2 separate regions of the Capra hircus genome follow, and region 1 is linked to region 2. The links are chromatin contacts, called in public Hi-C maps. All regions are on one chromosome and are shown on one strand. Each heading gives the region's core, a stretch centred on a gene start, on an enhancer-like site or on the middle of the called end of the contact. The rest is flanking DNA. Distances are from core to core; before and after follow the strand shown.

Region 1 (4,407 bases), core at 1,580-4,079, 110 kb after region 2:
AATCATCTTTTAACATACCATTAACTTCTTAAAACCACTAAATAACCAGTGAGTGTTCAAATATCCTATTGTCTATAAATTTCATATTTGTAGTAGTTTTTTTTTTTTACTCAGAATCCCAATGAGTCACATTGTAATGGGTTGATAAATCTTGCATATCTTTTAATCTGTTTGTGCTATAGTTTCTCCTCATTCTTAATTTTGCTGATTGTGTCTGTATGGTAAACTTTAGCATATTTCTTTGTCCTCTGTATTGTTTATAAATTGGTAGTTGGATATAGTGTTTTGGTCAGATTCATGTTGGATGTCTTTTGATGACTATTGTATGAATGACTATGGCAAAGTGTGATTTTTGTTAGATGATATTTCTGAAACGGAACCAGGGAGAAACCAAGTCACAGGATAAATGAGGAGAGTCAGGTTCATTTTAAGGGTTTGTGAATGGCTGGGGCTGGGGAAGCACGCACATTGGTTTAACATTTGTGGATTTAGTTGTTCCAGTTGATTTCCTCCTTTCTTAAATCTTTCTTGTCAGCCCAGAGATTGCAAATTATTAGATAAAAGCAATAAAAGATTGTGTTGGTAAGTGATTGTAAATATGTAGCCATATCATTACATCTTATACCTGGATATGTATAAGGATTTTCATAACCAACATATGAAAGCAAATTTCTGCTAGCTCTCAGACATGTTGAGAACCCTAGGGGGTTTCCTCCAAGTCTACATTCCAGTTTATTTCAGTTGCTTAATTCACCTTTGGCTTCCAGCAGCTTAGACCTTTAGAATCTGACTGTGGTCAGATCATACATATGTACATACAGTGTGTACATATACATACTGTGGTCATGAAATGTGGCAAGTTACATAAAAGAGCCCAGATCTCCCGGCTTTCCCAGAGATTAGTATTGAGGAACTATGAAATGTAATCTCTGGGTGAAGTCAAATTTGGTAAGACTTGAGTTATGGCTGGGAGTGATTTGAATTATTCAAAGTTCAAATGTCCTTTGGGATGATTCACACTTAACGCATGTTTAGAGTTGGGTGTTAAAGCCATACACAGTCAGAGCTTTCATGGGCAAAGGCTAGGGCCCCTGGGATAATATCAGATGTAACAAAAATTAGCCTTCACTTAATTTGTGTTGTTAAATAAATAGAAGGAAAACTCTGTCTTCTTTTGATGAGAATGAAAATACATTGATACATGACATTCTTATATAATCTTTAAAACTTTTGCTTTTTAAAAACTACCAAGTGATGTATCCTTCTGGGTCACCGGGAAGGATTATGAGGGAGATTGAGACTGGTCATTGCTCAGGAGACACTGTAAATTTGGAAATTCCTGATAAATACTTGAGCTTCTCTGCCTTTGTCTACTGAGAGATTCCTGCTGCACTGAAATCAGATACGTAGTTTTGGCCTCTACAGCTTCTGATCCCCTAAGTTTGGCGACGCTGCCATGAATCCCAAAGGGAGAGTAGGTTCTCAAATGGATGGAGGTCAGTCTCAGATACCAACTTACCCTCATTTCCTTGTTTTCTTCAGGACACCTGACTGACAGTGAATGTAATCAGAAACTCCCATCCAAGAAAGGGTCATTGATAGAGCGCAAGAGGAGCTCTGGCCGGGTCAGGAGGAAAGGCGATGAGCCTCAGGCCTCAGGGTACCACAGTGAAGGCAAGCCCCCCTGCAGAGCTTCTCTTTCTTTCTTTACTCTATCTCGCTTTTGTCACACTTCAGCCTGTGGCTTCTTCTCTCTGCTCAAAGGCCTTTCTTTTTCGACTCTGGGGTCTGGGTATCCATGATGGCTTTAAACATTTACAGTTGTTTCATTCTTTGTGTTTTTAGGAGAAACACTGAAAGAGAAGCAGGCTCCTAGGAATGCCTCCAAATCATCCAGCAGCACCAACAGGCTAAGGGATTTTAAAGAGACAGTCAGCAATATGATCCATAGCAGACCATCCCTGGCTTCTCAGACCACCCTAGGACCTCCTTGTGCAGGGAAGGGAGGAGAACAGACCGACAAAAAACCTCCTCGGAGCCTGCCTTTACACTCTCGTGACTGGGAAGTAGAGAGTACCAGCAGCGAGTCAAAATCCAGTTCTTCTAGCAAATACCGTCCAACATGGAGACCCAAACGAGAGTCTCTGAATATTGACAGTATCTTTAGTAAGGACAAAAGGAAGCACAGTGGCTATACCCAGCTTAGCCCGTTTTCTGAAGATTCAGGTGAGAAGATAATTAGGGAAGAATTGAGCTTTTGAATAAAGTTGATTTATATATATATAGCCTGGGGTGTCTGGTAGACTTGGCAAGGTACATTTTTACCTTGAAGGGTAAGAATTTTACCCTCCTGAGTGGCCTGTTGTGGATATGAGCTCAATGAATGAGTCACTAGAGGGAGGAGTTAGTTCTTTCTTGTTTTGAGGCAGATGCTAAATCTACCTCTCTCTACACTGTCCTTTGATCGGTATAGCAAAAGAATTTACACCAGATGAGTCAAGCAAGCCACCTGCCTATGATGTTAAAACTGGTGGACCAAGCCCCCAGTACAAGATCTGGGGCCCAGCACGGCCAGGCTGTCACTTTTTAGAGCAACACCCTCGCCTAATCCAGCGAATGGAATCTGGCTATGAGAGCAGTGAGAGGAACAGCAGCAGCCCTGTCAGCCTGGATGCAGCCCTGCCTGAGAGCTCAAGTGTCTGCAGGTATTGTTTGGCCTTTGAATAGCTGTGTTGTTCCTCACAGAAATGTAAGCCACCAAGAGGCTTCTTAACTCACACAAGCTGAAGAGATGCACTGTCTTTCCCCCTTGTGGGCAAGCAAATGTGCTCTATCAATTTCTGTGGCAACAGCACCCTCTGCTGGGGGAAGAAGCAAAGGCACTTGAGAAAGGGGAGACAACTTTTTAAAAATGTTATATATAAAATAACTGGCAAACTTTTAATGAAAGAATGAGTTAGTGAATTGAAACTTGTATACGATCAGAGAGAAAATCCAGTTGTTGTTTATTCCTGCCTTTTGTTTTACTATTTTTTTTTTTAGGTTCACCAAGGATTCTGTGTCTTATGAAGCCAATGATATTCATCATTCCATAAGATAATGATGACAGCTTAATAGTGGTCATTGCACCTTGTCCATAAAACCCATTTGCTTTATATATTTCAGATCTCCATACATTGTTTTTTTACTGAGTTGCCTCAGAGACAAGTTTGCTAACAGTATAGTTGCTTTGAAAGGAGGGACATCGTCCAAAAGGTTGATAGCTGTATCACCATACTTGCCCACTGCTCTTCCCTGACCTCAGACCCTGTTCAGTTTAACACATGCAAAGATGCTATAAAAGTGTAGGAAAGAGGAAGGCAGTCTATATGAGAACATTTGTTTATTAATTCATTAAAGAAATTTTGTGCCAGACACACACAAAACGTGAATGGGGTGTGATAAGATGGGGAAATGAATGGGTGTTTCGATATTCAGAAATAGTTTAGCAGATATTTTAATGTTAGTTTGGTGCTTTAGGTTTTTGTTTTTGCTTTTGGAGGGAATTTGGTCCTATGCATGTTGCTATTTACCAGCGTTCTGATGCTTTCCTTCGCCTCTGGTTTCTGTTTTGAAGGGATCCAAGTGCTAAGAGGTCAGCAGGGTTGGCCCCTTCCTGGCGTCACATCCCTAAGTCTCACAGTAGCAGCATCCTGGAGGCAGACTCCGCTGTGTCCAGGAGTGGCTGGATGAAGAACCAGCCCCTTTCAGGTAAGTGGAGGGACGCTGGATTTGGACAGCTGGATTTCACTGCCAGTTCTGTCTGGGAAACAGCCTAACCTGAGCACATGTGAAATGAGAGGGCAGTTGTGCTTCGTTCCACCAGAACGTGAATGTGGAGGCGTTTGATCTGCTCTCTCTCCAGGTTTATCTTTTTCACTGTTGTTCTATCACAGCTCTCCTGCTTGCTCCTTTGCTTCTGGTGGAAGCAAGAAGGAACAGAAATATGGTGAACAGTGTCAGGAGCACCTGCTTTCCTCTGAAGAATAAGTCCTGGGGCTTTCCTCGGTGTAGAGGCATCCTCTTGGGAATGGACTTTTTATTGTTTATTTCTCTGAATTGAGATAACAAGGAGGACATGTAGACTCTAGACAAAATTGGGAAATGAGCAGGTCAGAGCTACCCTTACCCCTGCCTCTCTATCCTGCCTAGTATCCTTGCTTGTTTTTCCTTCTTGAACGTGCCTGTGTCCCTCCTTCTCCAAAGAAGCTCTAAAGGGATGATCTGACTCTTTCACACTAGATATATGTGACTGGAAATGCGTGGAAATGTGCTTTCTTTAAGAGAAGCTAGTATTTTCACAAGTCAAAGCTTAAAGATAAAGGAATATTGGAATTTTAGGCATCATACACCAAGCATAGAAATTTG
Region 2 (4,597 bases), core at 1,488-3,987:
GGTTGAGGTCCTGATCTCTGTCCTAGAGAGATACGGACTCCCCTCTCACCATGACCACCAGTCACTTTTGCTGCTTGACCTGGAAACTGATCATTTCCTTTGCATATTGAGTGTGAACCACAGTGCTTTGGTTTGTGCACAAGAATAAACTTATGCCCTGTATCTTCTGTTGTCATCTTGTCTCGTTTCTTGCCTAAATCCAGGTCTCCCCTTCATCTTATCTAATTCATTTTCCCCAATCCTGATCTTTTTCTCAGCTCCTGCCCTCCTGTTTTTTACTGTTCTGCCCTTCACCCCAAGGCCTTTTGCTCTTCTCTACCAATTCTGTCCTGACCCCGTGTAGCCACCTCCATTCGGTTCCCTCTGTCTAGATTCTCTCCGTCTCCATCCCCTGTTCCATACCTCTCAGATGAGGCCTAAGCTTACAGAACCAAGACAATTTGAAAAGGCCCTCTAACCCTTTTGCCATCAACATTTTCCAGCTACCTGGAGGAAATAAAGGGAAGGCAGTGGCTGAAGGTGAAGGTGGGGTGAGAGAAGGAAGAGGGAGAGAGAAGGTGGATCAGCCTGGATTAAGACTAATAAAAGAGAAGGCACTGGAAAGCAGGCTAGACTTAGACTTTTGAGAAGGGAAGTTCTATTACTCCAGTTTTACCAGCAGGGGGCAGATTTGTGCCAATAACCAGCCCTATGACCCTGATCTGTCACAAGTAAGCAGCCTCTCAGAAAATTCCCCTGGAGGAGGGCATGATGACCCACTTCAATACCCTTGCTGGGAAAATCCCATGGACAGAAGAGCCTGGACGGGTACAGTGCATGGGGTCGCAAAGAGTCACACACGATTGAAGGGACTGAACGTGCACGCGTGCACACACAGAATTCCAAAGCAAGGGCTCAGAAAGCCTACAATACATATTCTGTCTTCATTCACATAGTAGTTTTGGGTACTCAATCATAGAAGACCAAAATTTTGGTTGGGTTTTTGTGGGTTTTGAGGGGAGGATGGTGATGATGACAAAATCACCTTTTGCTACTTATGTTTTTTCGTCTAACTGCTTTTTTGGGTTAGGAGAGAACAGAGGAAAAGGACAAAAGATGAGGTATCTGGAGGCTAAACTGGTTTGGTCAGAGGCCAAGTAGAGGGGAGCAGGGAGAACTTTTGGCCCCTAGTTCAGTTCAGTTCAGTTCAGTTCAGTCGCTCAGTCGTGTCCGACTCTTTGCGACCCCACGAATCGCAGCACGCCAGGCCTCCTTGTCCATCACCAACTCCCGGAGTTCACTCAGACTCACGTCCATCAAGTCAGTGATGCCATCCAGCCATCTCATCCTCTTCTTCCCCTTCTCCTCCTGCCCCCAATCCCTCCCAGCATCAGAGTCTTTTCCAATGAGGCAACTCTTTGCATGAGGTGGCCAAAGTACTGGAGTTTCCGCTTTAGCATCATTCCTTCCAAAGAAATCCCAGGGCTGATCTCCTTCAGAATGGACTGGTTGGATCTCCTTGCAGTCCAAGGGACTCTCAAGAGTCTTCTCCAACACTACAGTTCAAAAGCATCAATTCTTCGGCGCTCAGCCTTCTTCACAGTCCAACTCTCACATCCATACATGAGGCAAAGTATTGTCTCTGCTTTTGAATATGCTATCTAGGTTGGTCATAACTTTTCTTCCAAGGAGTAAGCATCTTTTAATTTCATGGCTGCAATCACCATCTGCAGTGATTTTGGAGCCCCAAAAATAAAGTCTGACACTGTTTCCACTGTTTCCCCATCTATGTCCCATGAAGTGATGGGACCGGATGCCATAATCTTCGTTTTCTGAATGTTGAGTGTTAGGCCAACTTTTTCACTCTCCACTTTCACTTTCATCAAGAGGCTTTTTAGTTCCTCTTCACTTTCTGCCATAAGGGTGGTGTCATCTGCATATCTGAGGTTATTGATATTTCTCCTGGCAATCTAACCTGAACCTATAAAGTTCAGGATGGGAAAAGGACATGGTCAGGAAAAGTGGATAGCTCATAGAAGGACAAAATGGTATTCTGGGAGCTACAGAAGCCACTTCCTAAGGCAGCTACAGCATGGTGGTGGCTCCAGCAGAGGTGAAACAGCTGGTTGCAAAACCTGAGCAGAAGACAGGAGGATCCAGGGTGTTCTTGCAGCTACTGAGAGAGGGCTCAGGCAAATGACAGACCTCCAGGGTGCTCTCAAGCTTGTGCCCCAGCCCAGAGGCTTCTCTAGACCAGTGTGAATGGGATAGTCCAGAAAATTCTAAGTAGGAACCTCAGAGAGTAAAGCCCTGGCAGGTCAGAAGCCTCTATGTCCTTCTCAGGAAGAAGGATATCTATCCAGGGAGAAGTGACATCTGTCCTCTGAGTAGGCTGAGCTGAGCACCCCAACAGCAAATGGGGATAAAAATGAGGAAACTGGCTCAAGTTTTGCCCCACATCATCCCTGACAGCCTAAGCACTGGATTTGGTTAATTTGGTCCCTTATCCTGCTAAGATCTGGCCCTCCCAGAAGAAAGACTCGCTTTTCCAGGAACTTTCAAAGGGCACTTAAAACATTGTGAACAGAAATTCCCTTCTCCAGACATAGCATCTTAAGCCTTCCCACCCACATGTCCCTCAAGCCCCGGCCTACATTGGCTCTGCATGGCTCTCCAGACACGTTCTGGTTCTCACTCTCCCACTCCGAATTCCTGTCCACCACTTGCTGCCTGCTTCCTCTCTCCCTCTCAGTTTTCAGTTTCTCCCTGAGTGCTTCTCTGGATCTGAGCCTCTAGGTGCCAAGGAAGGGGAGTCCCTGGGCAGAGTGATCCTTGGCTCAGACAGCTTAATGGGAGAATTCCAAAGGCTTTTCCTACCCTTCCCGAGCCTCTGGGCAAGGAGGGCGGGATCTTGGTTCCAGGGTCTCAGTACCCCCTGTGCCATTTGAGCTGCTTGCGCTCATCATCTCTATTAATAACCATGCTCCCTCCCCCACTGCCAGTGCTGCCCCCACGCCTGCCTAGCTCGGGTTCTCTAGTCACAGCAGCTCAGTCTTCCAGAGCTGCTGGACCCCAGGGAGAGCTGACCACCGCCTGAGCAGCCGGTAAGTCTCCAGCTGATGGCCCAAGGGGCTGGAGCGCCTTCTGTCACTGCTGTGTCTGTGTCTGTAACAGTGACCCTTGATCCCAGGGGAGCTGCCCCCTTCCTCCATCTATACTTATTCCCCAGTTGTCCAGTTGAGGGGGGCCACAGAGAGTTGGAGGGAGAAGGACTCCAGAGGGTGGGGGGACTGAGATGTTGGGGGAGACACTGAAGAAATGGGCAGAGGGGTGGAGACTGAGAGGCTGGGTGGAAAATAAGAACCTAGTTGGGGCTGAGAGGAGTACAGGGAAAGTCCATTTAGCAGTTCCTGGACTCCAGCTGCAGCAGACCCCACTAAGCAAGTAGAATTGCAGGTGTGTTGTGAGATAGGACTCAGTAGAAGACAGCATTTTGCTGAGACCCAGCTTCTGTGAAGGAGGGGCTGGAATTTGTATCTTTTTCCAGCTTGTCCCCATCTACTGCCAGGTCCTATGAGTATGTTTCTGTCCTCCCTGAATTTTGTGCTGCTGTGATATTGCTGAATTGATACGCATCAAGGTTCAAATGTCCCCTGACCTCCCTCTGCACTCTGGTTCTAGGGTCCAGTCAGGGCTGGGGAGGGCAGGGGGGAGTGACTGAGAGAGCAGAAGCAATGCTGTGACCTCCCAGGCCATGATCCAGCTGGCCCAAGGGAGGGGCAATAACCTCTTCATCCTATGGAGAATGTTTTTGGCTGGATCTCCTCAATGCTGGCAGAACATTTTTTCTGCTCCACCCCCACCTCCCCACCCCTGCCCTGGGGCTTGGGGGAAAACTGAGAGACTAGAGCTTGGAATGACAGCTCCAAACTGAGAGGCCCATGCAAATAAAAACTTCATATCATGCCAAACCAATAAAATCTGGGTGCATTGCCCTACCTGTAATTTGTTTGTTTTATTCCCAACATAACATTGTATTCCTAAACTCTGCACCATCTCTGTGTAAAACAGCTGAATAGAGAGGTTGGTAGAAGGTAGGAACAGGGGGTATATCTATACTTTCTGCTCTGCTTCCTAAGAAGAGAAGCCATAAAGCAATGGATTTTCACCTTTTGTGTGTGTTTGTGAGTCGCTCGGTCGTGTCAGACTCTTTGCAACTCCATGGGGTGTTGCACGCCAGGCTCCTCCGTCCATGGTCCATGTGATTTTCCAGGCAAGAATACTAGAGTGGGTTGCCATTTCCTTCTCCAGGGGATCTTCCTGACCCAGGGATCAAACCCAGGTCTCCTGCATTGCAGGCAGACTGTTTACTGTCTGAGCTACCAGGGAAGCCTTTTTCTCTGAAAAATCTAATGAAGTGTTTTTCCTGAAAGTCTTTAAGCAGTACCTACTGGGGACACTCACTCTACACCCTGTCCATCCTTCAGCTTCCCCTTCCCACCCTGTCCAGGCTCCATCCACCTCCACAATGCCGCTGTCAGGGACCCCAGCCCCCAATAAGAAGAGGAAATCCAGCAAGCTGATCATGGAACTCACTGGAGGTATGGCATGTTCGCAC

The links. Hi-C and Micro-C count contacts between places; a contact is called where the count stands out from the background.
Region 1: a contact with region 2 is called in a Hi-C map of blood, with 4 times the contacts expected there. The contact joins the enhancer-like site here to the promoter of MYOZ1 in region 2. A contact is called at or near these places in 3 of 5 Hi-C or Micro-C datasets (blood and liver).

What each region holds. Positions count from the first base shown.
Region 1 is chr28:16,124,027-16,128,433 of ARS1.2, forward strand. It overlaps USP54 (inactive ubiquitin carboxyl-terminal hydrolase 54), which reads left to right. Exons shown (of 23, transcript XM_018042202.1): 12 at 1,543-1,674; 13 at 1,846-2,226; 14 at 2,474-2,705; 15 at 3,617-3,750. Among named protein-coding and RNA genes, the nearest start is that of PPP3CB, 33 kb to the right of the region's middle. Within about 2 kb of position 2,830, at least 4 of the 5 cell types and tissues checked have an H3K27ac peak or open chromatin away from gene starts, as enhancers often do.
Region 2 is chr28:16,010,721-16,015,317 of ARS1.2, forward strand. It overlaps MYOZ1 (myozenin-1), which reads left to right and starts at 2,738. Exons shown (of 6, transcript XM_005699214.2): 1 at 2,738-3,083; 2 at 4,490-4,580. The coding sequence starts at 4,508. SYNPO2L (synaptopodin 2-like protein) reads left to right here. Exons shown (of 4, transcript XM_018042200.1): 4 at 1-167.